Regions from separate parts of the Arachis hypogaea genome. Here region 1 is linked to region 2. The links are chromatin contacts, called in public Hi-C maps. All regions are on one chromosome and are shown on one strand. Each heading gives the region's core, a stretch centred on a gene start, on an enhancer-like site or on the middle of the called end of the contact. The rest is flanking DNA. Distances are from core to core; before and after follow the strand shown.

Region 1 (4,979 bases), core at 1,564-4,063, 66 kb after region 2:
AAAAAAAATAGAATTAAAACTTAGATTATATACCACACATAATATTAAATACAAATTTAATAATAAAAATAGAGTGATAGAATGATAACAAAAATATCTGAAAAAAAAATATGCAATAGCTGGTTTAAATAGAACTGTTCATACCCTGACCCAACAAATAAAAGTCAGACCCACTAATAAAGTGGCCCTTTTTACGGTAAAGCCCGACCTCTTAAAGAGGTCAGATATCAACAAAAATGACCAACTCTACTTGACCTAACGAGTAATTGTCTCTGGATATTTCTCCGCAGCATCTAGAAAGGAGATCCTAATAGACTCCCAAGATAAAAGAAATAGTTATCTATCAGAAAAGTTAGAACTACTCCAACAAATGTGGTTAGCAGCTCTATGATAAATACACTGGAGTCCTCAGGTATAACTCACATTCTAATATACTAAAAACCTGCTTAAAACCCTTGCTAACTTAAGCATTGGAGTCTCTTGCAGGTACCACCCCCCACCTCCTCACGAGGAATTTGGATAGGCGGCACCTTAACACCAAAGAAGTTGGACGCTACCATACTAAGGGATTTGGACCTCATGTTCAGGCCCAAATAAACGTTTCAGGTAACCCTCTTGTTAGAGATTTTTCATACAGAACAATCAAATGGTGTCTTTCCAATGCAACATTAAAGCGACACCATTTGGGAGAACACAATACAAAAGGGTAACAGCCACAGTCACAGTAATGCAGAAAGGAAAATCTTTTCATGATCTTTTATTATTAAACGTTCTTAAATGTTTCAAGAATCAAACTCGCAAGAAAGTTAGAATGTAAAAAGAGGCCTTTTCTTAACAAAAAGGAAAAACAGCGATAACAGTAAAGGTAAAAGCTCAATAGAACAATAAAGCAAATCCTAGGCAATCAGAAATGAGAGTTCGAGAGAAAGAGAAAACGAAAACCAACATCGAAAAAAGAGTGTGAAAAAGGAAGAGCACGTCTAAAACAGCAGAAAACACGGACGATCTCCTTCACGCCGAAGAATGCAAAAATCTTCAAAGACCAAGATAAAAAAAATCTTGGAAGAAACAGAAGCAATCGAAATGACACAGAAAAGTTCTTTGTGAAGAAAAACAAAAGCAATCTTCTTAGAAACAACAACAAGGAGAAGAAGAGCCAAAAAGTCCCCCTTATAAGAGACAATAAACCAAAAACAGCTCTTATACTCCTCTTTAAACGTGCGTGCATTCTAAATAGCAACTACCGCGCAACGTTCGCCCCTCATGAAAAGCACCATTAACGTTTAAAATTTCAAACACGTCGGGTAGACCGAAGTGCTAAAGCCCAACGTCCACAACAGAAGCCGTGAAATGCTTGACCCTGACTCATAAAAGGATCTAGATTCAAGTAGAGACACTGTTCATACCATAACCCAACAAATAAAAGCCAGGCCCAATAAGACAAAAGGCCCACTAATAAAGTGGCCTTTTACGGTAAAGCCCGACCTCTTAAAGAGGTCGGACATCAACAAAAAAGACTAGCTCTACTTGACCTAACGAGTAACTGGCTCCAAATATTTCTCCGCTATCTCTAGAAGGGAGATCTTAATAGACTCCCAAGATAAAAGGAATAGTTATCAATCAGAAAAGATAGAACTACTCCAACAAAGGTGGTTAGCAACTCTATTATAAATACACTGGAGTCCCCATGTATAACTCACGTTCTAATGTACTAAAAACCTGTTTAAAGCCCTTGATAACTTAAACATTGGAGTCTCTTGCAAGTACCATCCCCCACCTCCTCACGAGGAATTCGGACAGGCGACATCTCGACACCAAAGAAGTCAGACGCTGCTATACTAAGGGATCTAGACCTCACATTTAGGACCAAATCAACGTTCCAGGTAATTCTTGGAACAAGAACATTGTGTGAGAAGAGTGGTGGAGGATTAGTACTCCCAACAGATAAAACATTACGTAAAAATAGTGGTGGAAGGTCATTACTTTTAACAGATGGAACATTGTATGAAAACGAGAGTGGAGGGCCATTGTTTCCAACAAAAATAAAAAATACTTTTCATAGAGTCGTGAATAAAAATAACACAATGATCTCTTTTATTTTAAAGTTATTTTTTTAAATAAAAATGATAAAAATAATTTTTGAGAAGGATATAAGTCTTATTTTTTAATTTTTTTAAAAATTCTAAATTAAATTTTGAAAAATTAAAAATATTTTTTAAAAATAATACCAAACATCTAATGTAATTTTTTATAATTAAAAAAAATTACTACTTCCTAAACAGACTCATATTACAATTAAAAGTTAAAACTCTTCAATAGAGCTATTATTATTGTCACCTTCGGCAATAATGTTTGCAGACTATAATACATAGACCATATATACTTCATTTGTTCTCCCCAACATGTTTAAACCAACTAATAAAATAATAATAGTTTTGATGTTAGTATTTTAATAGATACTGTTTTATTTAATAAGTATGTGAAAAAATAATAAATATGAAATTAGTTAAGATAATAAATATTTTATATTTTTACAAAAAGATTGTTTAATTTTTAAAATAATAAAAAATATTTTTTTGAATATATATGATAACAAAATTAAAAAAAAGTTATTTATAAAATATTTGTCAATTTTCATTATATACAATAAATATACAGCAGATAAGAATATATTTTCTTTTGGTAATTATAGAAAAGGATAGATAATAGATAAATATTGCATGCTTTTTTTCATGAAATGTTTACATAATCTAACCCTAATAATATATCTCTAATAAACTAATTGGGCCATATAGTCTTTTTGTATGGGCCTTAACCTTAATTATGCATTAGGGCGTTCCTTTATGGACATCATTTTGGAGTGTGAAAAATCTGTCACCCACAAGAAGTTCAACTTCTTACCATTTTCGACCAACCAAAAAGTCCATTTTAGCTTTTAAGATTGGGATTAGTTATGCCCAAAAAAAAATCTGATTGGCCGATTGGGGTATTCACAATTATAATTTTTTTTTTGTCGATTTTATTAATTAAAGATGGAGTTCCGTCTCCCATACACTTTTTTTTTTTAGGTCAGGGGACAATTCCTAATCCTAAATACTTCGGTAGATTGGACAATTCCTAATCCTAGATACACAATACACCTATACACTTTAACTTGATATAAATAACACTCTTGTTTAGTCCAGATTGTATTCCTAGTTAATCTTTTTACTTTTCAGTAGACATATTCCAAGTTTATTTCTTTTTCGGTACTTTATTTTTTAAAACTTTTTCGAGGAGTTTGGGCTTTATTTGTTATTGTTGTTTTAGGCATTGTGGCGTAACTTTAAGTTACTTAGGTATTTAGGTTTTGTTGGGCTTCGGCCAATGTGTTTGTATATTCAGACATTTCAGACCCAATATGAAATAAAAGTGAAAAGAGTCCTCCACTCCTGTTAGAGAGTCAATGCTTTATTTATAACCATCCGGGTACTAAAATTACCAAAGATTGAACTCTTGATCTTTCGCATCTAAAACTCTAAAACTATGTCATGATACCACTCATCCTAAACGCTTACACTGATAGAAAAAGATAATACTAATGGTTATATCTCTAATACTCCCTAAATTGTATGCATTGTACAAATATTCTATTGACTCCTCGTACTTTTCCATTAAGTCCCCGTGTTTGGAGTTGCAACTTGGGCGGGTGAGTTTGGAGAGTCCATTTTTCTCGAGAGGTCGGGTTTTGTAGGGCTAAGTCCATGACCCAAAAAAAATGGACTTTATGTTGCTGTCCAAAAATATTTTGCCTTGATGGTAAATTATTGAATTACGCTTTTGCTCATTCAAAATTTTACCACCTTTTATCTACATTCTCACTTAAGCTCAGTTTGAATAAACAGTTTAATTAAACTAATTTTGATAAAATAGTTTAAATAATAAATAGTTATATTAAAAGTAGCTTATAAATAAGTTATTTTGTGTTTAAATTTTTAGTTGTAAAAGTGTATTTTATAGAAATGTGATAAAAAATAATAGTATTATAAGAGAATTTATTTTTTTAACTTCTCTATAAGCTCCTAAATAGCTTTTTAGAAAGCTGCAATTTGGTTTTGAAAATTACAACAGACATTAATACTACTACTTTTCATAAGTCAAAAACTCAAAAAAAATTACTTTTAAAACTTCTCAAACAGGCACTTAATATCCAAATATTAGTCGAGGCACGTTATAATCTTAGTTATATTTTTTGGACTTAAAAATATAAGAACTTAATAATCTTAAGTTTTGAAACAAGGTTTAATAAGGAAATTGATCTTCTCAATTTTTTTTAACAATTAAAGGAGTAAAGTGTGATCTCCTATAATTAATTTTATAAGTGGAATAAAAAATAAATATGAAAAAAAAAATAATAAAAGATTAAAAATCATACTTTACATTCTCAATTTTTTTTTAACAATTGAGAGTATTTATTTCCCAATTTAATAATGTTGGCTTCAATGGCATTCCCGAACACAATGATCGTTGGGTATGTGGAACTTTGAGAGGGCCTTTAAATATGTCCGCAAACTGGTAAAATAGTTGTAAAATTACTCCAACATTCAACTCAATAATTACTTAAAAGTTAAAATATTTAGTAAAATTATATGAGCGATTATAATGTATTTGTAATAACTCAGATTCCCTTTATATATATTCCTGAAATAATCGATATACCGTAATTAATCTTTGTCCTATTAGATCCAAGAGAGCCATTCAGATTTGTTGGTAACGAGTAGAACATGTGTTTTTTGTTTCTTGCATAAAATTAATAAAAACTTATCCGACGTATTATAATACTCTGCATAAAATATAAAAGAAAAATTAATTTAAATTAATTTAATAATTAATTTATTAATCTATTTAAATAAATAATAACAGTTTAAATTTTATTTTATGTATATAATAATTTATTGATATAATAAATTTTTAAATAAAATTTTGATCCAACCACAAAT
Region 2 (5,016 bases), core at 2,177-4,676:
ATTCCTTCCATGAACATGATGGATGTGAAGCCCAATGAGCAGGGGAGACAAGGTTATTCTTTCATGGGGAACCAAACTAACTTCATTAGCGGTTTTGGACAGTACCCTTCCATTGGTGACATGGATAGGTTTGATCCAGAACAATTCACAACACCACCACCAAGGTTTTCAGGTAATGGAGTTTCCCTCACTCTTGGTCTTGATTCATTGCCCGGAACGCACCACCAATCGTTTCTACCAAACCAGAACATTCAACTCGGAAGAAGCATTGATATCGCGGAACCAAACGATTTCGTTGGCGCCATGAACACTTCTTCATCTCCTCATTCCTCTGCTGCTGCTGCATTTGAGAGTATTGGCATGCAGAATCCAAAGAGGTTTGCTGCACAATTGTTGCCAGACTTTGTGGCCTGAATAAACCATATATATTGAAGGTTGAGGAATGAAACAAAGTAGTGTAAAGAAAGGAGGAATATTATTCTTTACTTTAGTATAGGTTTTATAGTTCATAACATGCATAGAACCATTTGAGTTCTTACTTTAGGTATAGCTTTAGGATTTGAGAGCGTATATTGTTGGATGAGGTTGTATATTATTTTTGTAACTTGTTAAAGGTGGGATAGATATGGGCGATGTCATAAAAGTTTACTTTGATAAAAGATACCAAATATTTTCCTCGATTGATATGATATGGTGTAATATATATTTTCTGCATAATTCTCCAGCCATTGAAGTGCCTAATCTATCTGTTTAGAGCGTGTGCGGAGAATGAGATTCATATATCTGTGTTTAAGAAACAAAAATGCTTCATAAATGCAGCATTATATAAAATACTGGACAACTATACAACAGTAACTGATTTGAGCATGCGCCATTGTAATGAGAACATACCAAGTGAGACCAGTCAACTATCATCATGCATAGAGATTTTGTTTACTCTTGAATCAATCATCTCAGAATGCATTTTCTACATTTTATAGTTAAAACTAACAACGTTTTACAAAATCTACAATGCAATTTACATTGAACTGTTGTAGTGAATGGAGATGATCAGATTTGGATGGCTCCTACCAAAATTTCCATTCACAAGCCGGAAAAAAAGGGTTCATATTCTCTTCTAAATGCCTTGATAGGAATCTTTGGATAAGCAGTTCTAAATAGTTCATTAGAAAGAAACTGAATCTGAAATTTTCAAATGGAGTTGGTCATGGCATGATCATCCCCTAGCAATGACAATCTTCTCTTAGCTACCTTAGACCTGTAGCACCATACTTCAAATGCCTCAGTTAGGTCCGGATACCGGATACACTCATTTTCCAACCATTCAGTTAAAACCTCTGCCTGATCTGCAGACGGTAACGCAAGAATAATGGAAACAAAAGAAGACTCTAGGGATTGCCATAGCTCTCCATCCATCTTAATCACCATGCCATCTTCACCATTCATTATGGCAGAATCGATCATCGGTTTTGTAACCCTCACAAATGGAAGCCACACTTTCAAAATCTGAAGCCGTTTTGCAGTTGGCAGTATGACACTACCATACCCGATTGCCTCTAGAACCTTTGATGTCACCTCAATTGCCCGGAGCTTCATCTCGGTTACTTCCTTCGCAGAACTTCCTTGCTCAAGCACCTTCACAATCTTTTCTGATACATCAAACCAATACTCAACAAGTTCTCTCATTATCTCCAACTTACTAAGTATCTGCGAGACCCATGACAAATCAGTCAAATATGACAGAAACAACTGAATATTCCCTGCCTCAGAGAGCGATTCTGCAGAATCACAGAATGGAGCTATTACTGAGTTGTTAAACCTAGAGAACAATCTGTTTAAACAGTCTATGACCTCGTGTCTTATGTTGTCATCAGCTGTCAATAAAGGAGCATCATCATCTTCAGTTATCATATACTCGAGCTGCTCTTGCGCTGAAGACTTGAGATCATTCATTTCGGGTGGAGGAGATGATGTGGCAAATCGAATAGCCGAGACAAAGATGTTTGTCAAAGCTGACTGGCTGACCGGCTGAAGTCTAGCTAGAATAGGCTCTGCTTGTAACCCCATTCGAGGTACAAGTCTCAATATCTCCTCCTCCTCGGCCTCCTCCCATGCGACTGCTTCTAAGTAGTTCACACACGCAGTAACAATTTGGGGGCATTCAAGCTCAACTGCCACCTGAAGAATGCCGAGCGCATTTCTAACACCATGCCACATATCGTCACCTGAATCATCAATGTTAACGTATAGAAGGCGTATGAGATTCACATGGTAATCAAAATCCAATTCTTGGCAATAGACATCGACACAGTGACGAGAACCAAGGATCTGACATGTTGGCCAGTTCTCAGATAGCCGGTCGGCGAAATACTTGCAATTTTTGGTAAGAATCTCAGAGTGGCAGTACAGCCAATCGTCTCGACCTTCCTGTGTGCGAAGCCTCACCACAACATCACTGGTTGGTTGATCCCCAATTACATGGGTAGTCTTTTCTTCTTTATCCTGAAAGAAACAGAACAACATAACTTCCTCAGACCATAATAAAGAATTTAACTGTCCCTAAATCAAGTCTGAATTCAACCTAAGAACTACACTCAAGCATTTAAAAGTTTAATGTAGTGCATTAATGTAGCCATGAAGCCAGTTTCAGAAATTGAAAGAATTAACAACTGAATAAGAGCCCATAGAATCTAATTATTAAATTCTCTTAAAAATACAAAAGGCAACAAGATAAATTATGATTACTGAAATGGTGAGAAAAAACTTACAGCAGGATCCATTGAAATGAAGACAGAACTATGTAGCAAGTTGTTTCCGCATCTTAGCAGCTGCACAATCACACAACAACAATTAAAGTCTCCATTTGGATCTAGCAAGAACAGTGGCTCAAAACAAGACATGCAATACAAAACAATCAAATCAACCAAAGAAACAAACAATATCAAAGTAACTACCTTGTTGGATGAGTAATTTAGTAAGGAATAGAAGGAAATGTTGGAGGGTTTAAGGGGTCCAAATAAGGAAAGTAAGTAATTAAGTGGAAATGGGGGTATTAGAGAGAAGAAACAAAAAATACATCGTACCGACACGAAAATAAGAAAGGATGGTGGTTGTTGTAAAAGAGCACCGCTTCGTTTGATGGCGGCTGGTTGGATTGGAAGAAAAGCCAGAGGATGAAGGAACCGAATAGATCAACCAAACTTTGTTATCTTCCTACTCATTCCCTCACTCACACTCTGTTTTCTATTATTTCTCAATTTCTTTTTTTTTTTTGGGGAACATTTAAGTTTGTTACCTTCTTTCTTCTATTTATCCAGTATTCCTTTTGTTTCTTTTCTCAACTGCTAACCGGCAGTTAACAAAACCCTTGATTTAATTCATTTCCCAATTCTTTTTAGTATTCTTAGTGAATTCCATATTCAGCAACATGTTACTTTTTATGGTGTATATTTATTTTTATGTAAAGTTATTAGTCGAGAATTATTAGATAATTTAATATATTTAGTTAAATTGTTATTGAGGTAAATAACAATTCAATATCTAAAAGATTTTGACATTAATAAAATAATACTTGAATAATATTATCAATAAAATGACTTTTAAAATATTCTAAAAGTTGACAAATGTGTTTCTAAATTTGTTAGGGTACATCTCTAACAAATATAATGCTGATATAGATACCATATTTAATAATATGACATATTTTTTTAATTAATTATTGAGTTGGATTTTTTAATTAATTTTTAATAATTGTAAGGTAAAAAATTGGGTTATTCTTTGTCCTGAACTCTAAAGATGAATGGTCATTTATTTTGAATCCACCACTACTTTCAAATGTCTTGAATCATAGCAACTATCACATCTCCACCTTCTTGATCATCATCGTTTCTCTCGTATGCGTCGCTTTTTTTGCTGTGTCATCAACGTTAAGTTTTACTCTTCCAAAAATAAGTCAATGACTTGCTTTATTTGTTTGAGCGAGTTTGAAGAAAACGACACCCTCAATTCTATGATCTTCTCAAATCAGAAAAAAAAATAAAAAAAAATTGAAAAACAATAAAAAATCAATTCAGCAGCAACCTTAGAAATACAAATTTGTTCATCAGCATCAAGTAACACCATAAATAAAAATTTAGCACAAACTAATTTAATTTTGTTTACATTCAAAAAATGAAATGCAAAGAGACTGACTTACTGGAAGAAAGAGCGACCAACAATAAAGAAGCTGACAACGACGATTAAGAACGGTCTTATTGGAGGCGGCGATAGTGACCGGATTGTAACAAAGACGATTATGCCTCTAACAATCTTGCTGGACGACGACGAAGATGATTCTCCTCTGATGCAACAAAGAAAGGCGATGCTTCTGCCTCTGATGATTCTCCTCAAGTGCGCGAAGATGACGTTCTCCTCGGAATAGGTCAGGCACGTGATGGCAACGTCCTCCTTGAATTGGGTCGTAGGTGCGCGACGACAATTCTGCGATAACCTTGAGAGTGAGAGGGGGGAGTTTGGTAGGGGAAGGAAGGTGGCAAATGACAATAAAAGGAGTAGTAGAAGCACATTTTCCAACAAGAGTGAATACGGGAAGCAGTGAGAGGGGAGGAGCCATGGCAAAAAAATTGAGGATACAGCTAGTAATTGTTAAAAATTAATTATAAAAGGCAATTCAATAATTAACTAAAGAAATATGTCATATTATTAAAATATAGTGGTCACTTAAGCACTTTTTCGTTAGAAATGGACACTTCTAAAGACATGTTTGTCAATTTTTAAAATCAATCAAAGACTATTTTATCGATAACATTTATTCGAATACTATTTTATCAGCGTCAGAATCTTATGGATACCGAATTGATATTAACCTCATTGTTATTTAATAATTTTTAACTAGCAACTTTACATAAAAATAATTATGCGTGAATTTTTGTTAACTTTTATTCATGAAACATTGTTACATCAAGAAAAAAAATTCAGAATCTTAAAAGAAAAAGATATTTCAGAATGTTACAATAC

What was found. A called contact is a pair of places that touch in the nucleus more often than the background predicts.
Region 1: a Hi-C map of an unstated tissue shows a contact between it and region 2, with 4 times the contacts expected there. The contact joins the enhancer-like site here to the promoter of LOC112716597 in region 2. A contact is called at or near these places in 4 of 8 Hi-C or Micro-C datasets (leaf and an unstated tissue).

Annotation. Positions count from the first base shown.
Region 1 is chr10:111,662,533-111,667,511 of arahy.Tifrunner.gnm2.J5K5, forward strand. No RefSeq gene overlaps it. Among protein-coding and RNA genes, the nearest start is that of LOC112717974, 8.1 kb to the right of the region's middle. Within about 2 kb of position 2,814, at least 3 of the 3 cell types and tissues checked have open chromatin away from gene starts, as enhancers often do.
Region 2 is chr10:111,595,503-111,600,518 of arahy.Tifrunner.gnm2.J5K5, forward strand. LOC112716597 (BTB/POZ domain-containing protein At3g05675) reads right to left here and starts at 3,427. Exons shown (of 3, transcript XM_025768531.3): 1 at 2,955-3,427; 2 at 2,769-2,828; 3 at 928-2,502. The coding sequence starts at 2,780. The coding sequence ends at 1,192. LOC112716596 (BEL1-like homeodomain protein 1) reads left to right here. Exons shown (of 5, transcript XM_025768526.3): 5 at 1-684. The coding sequence ends at 414.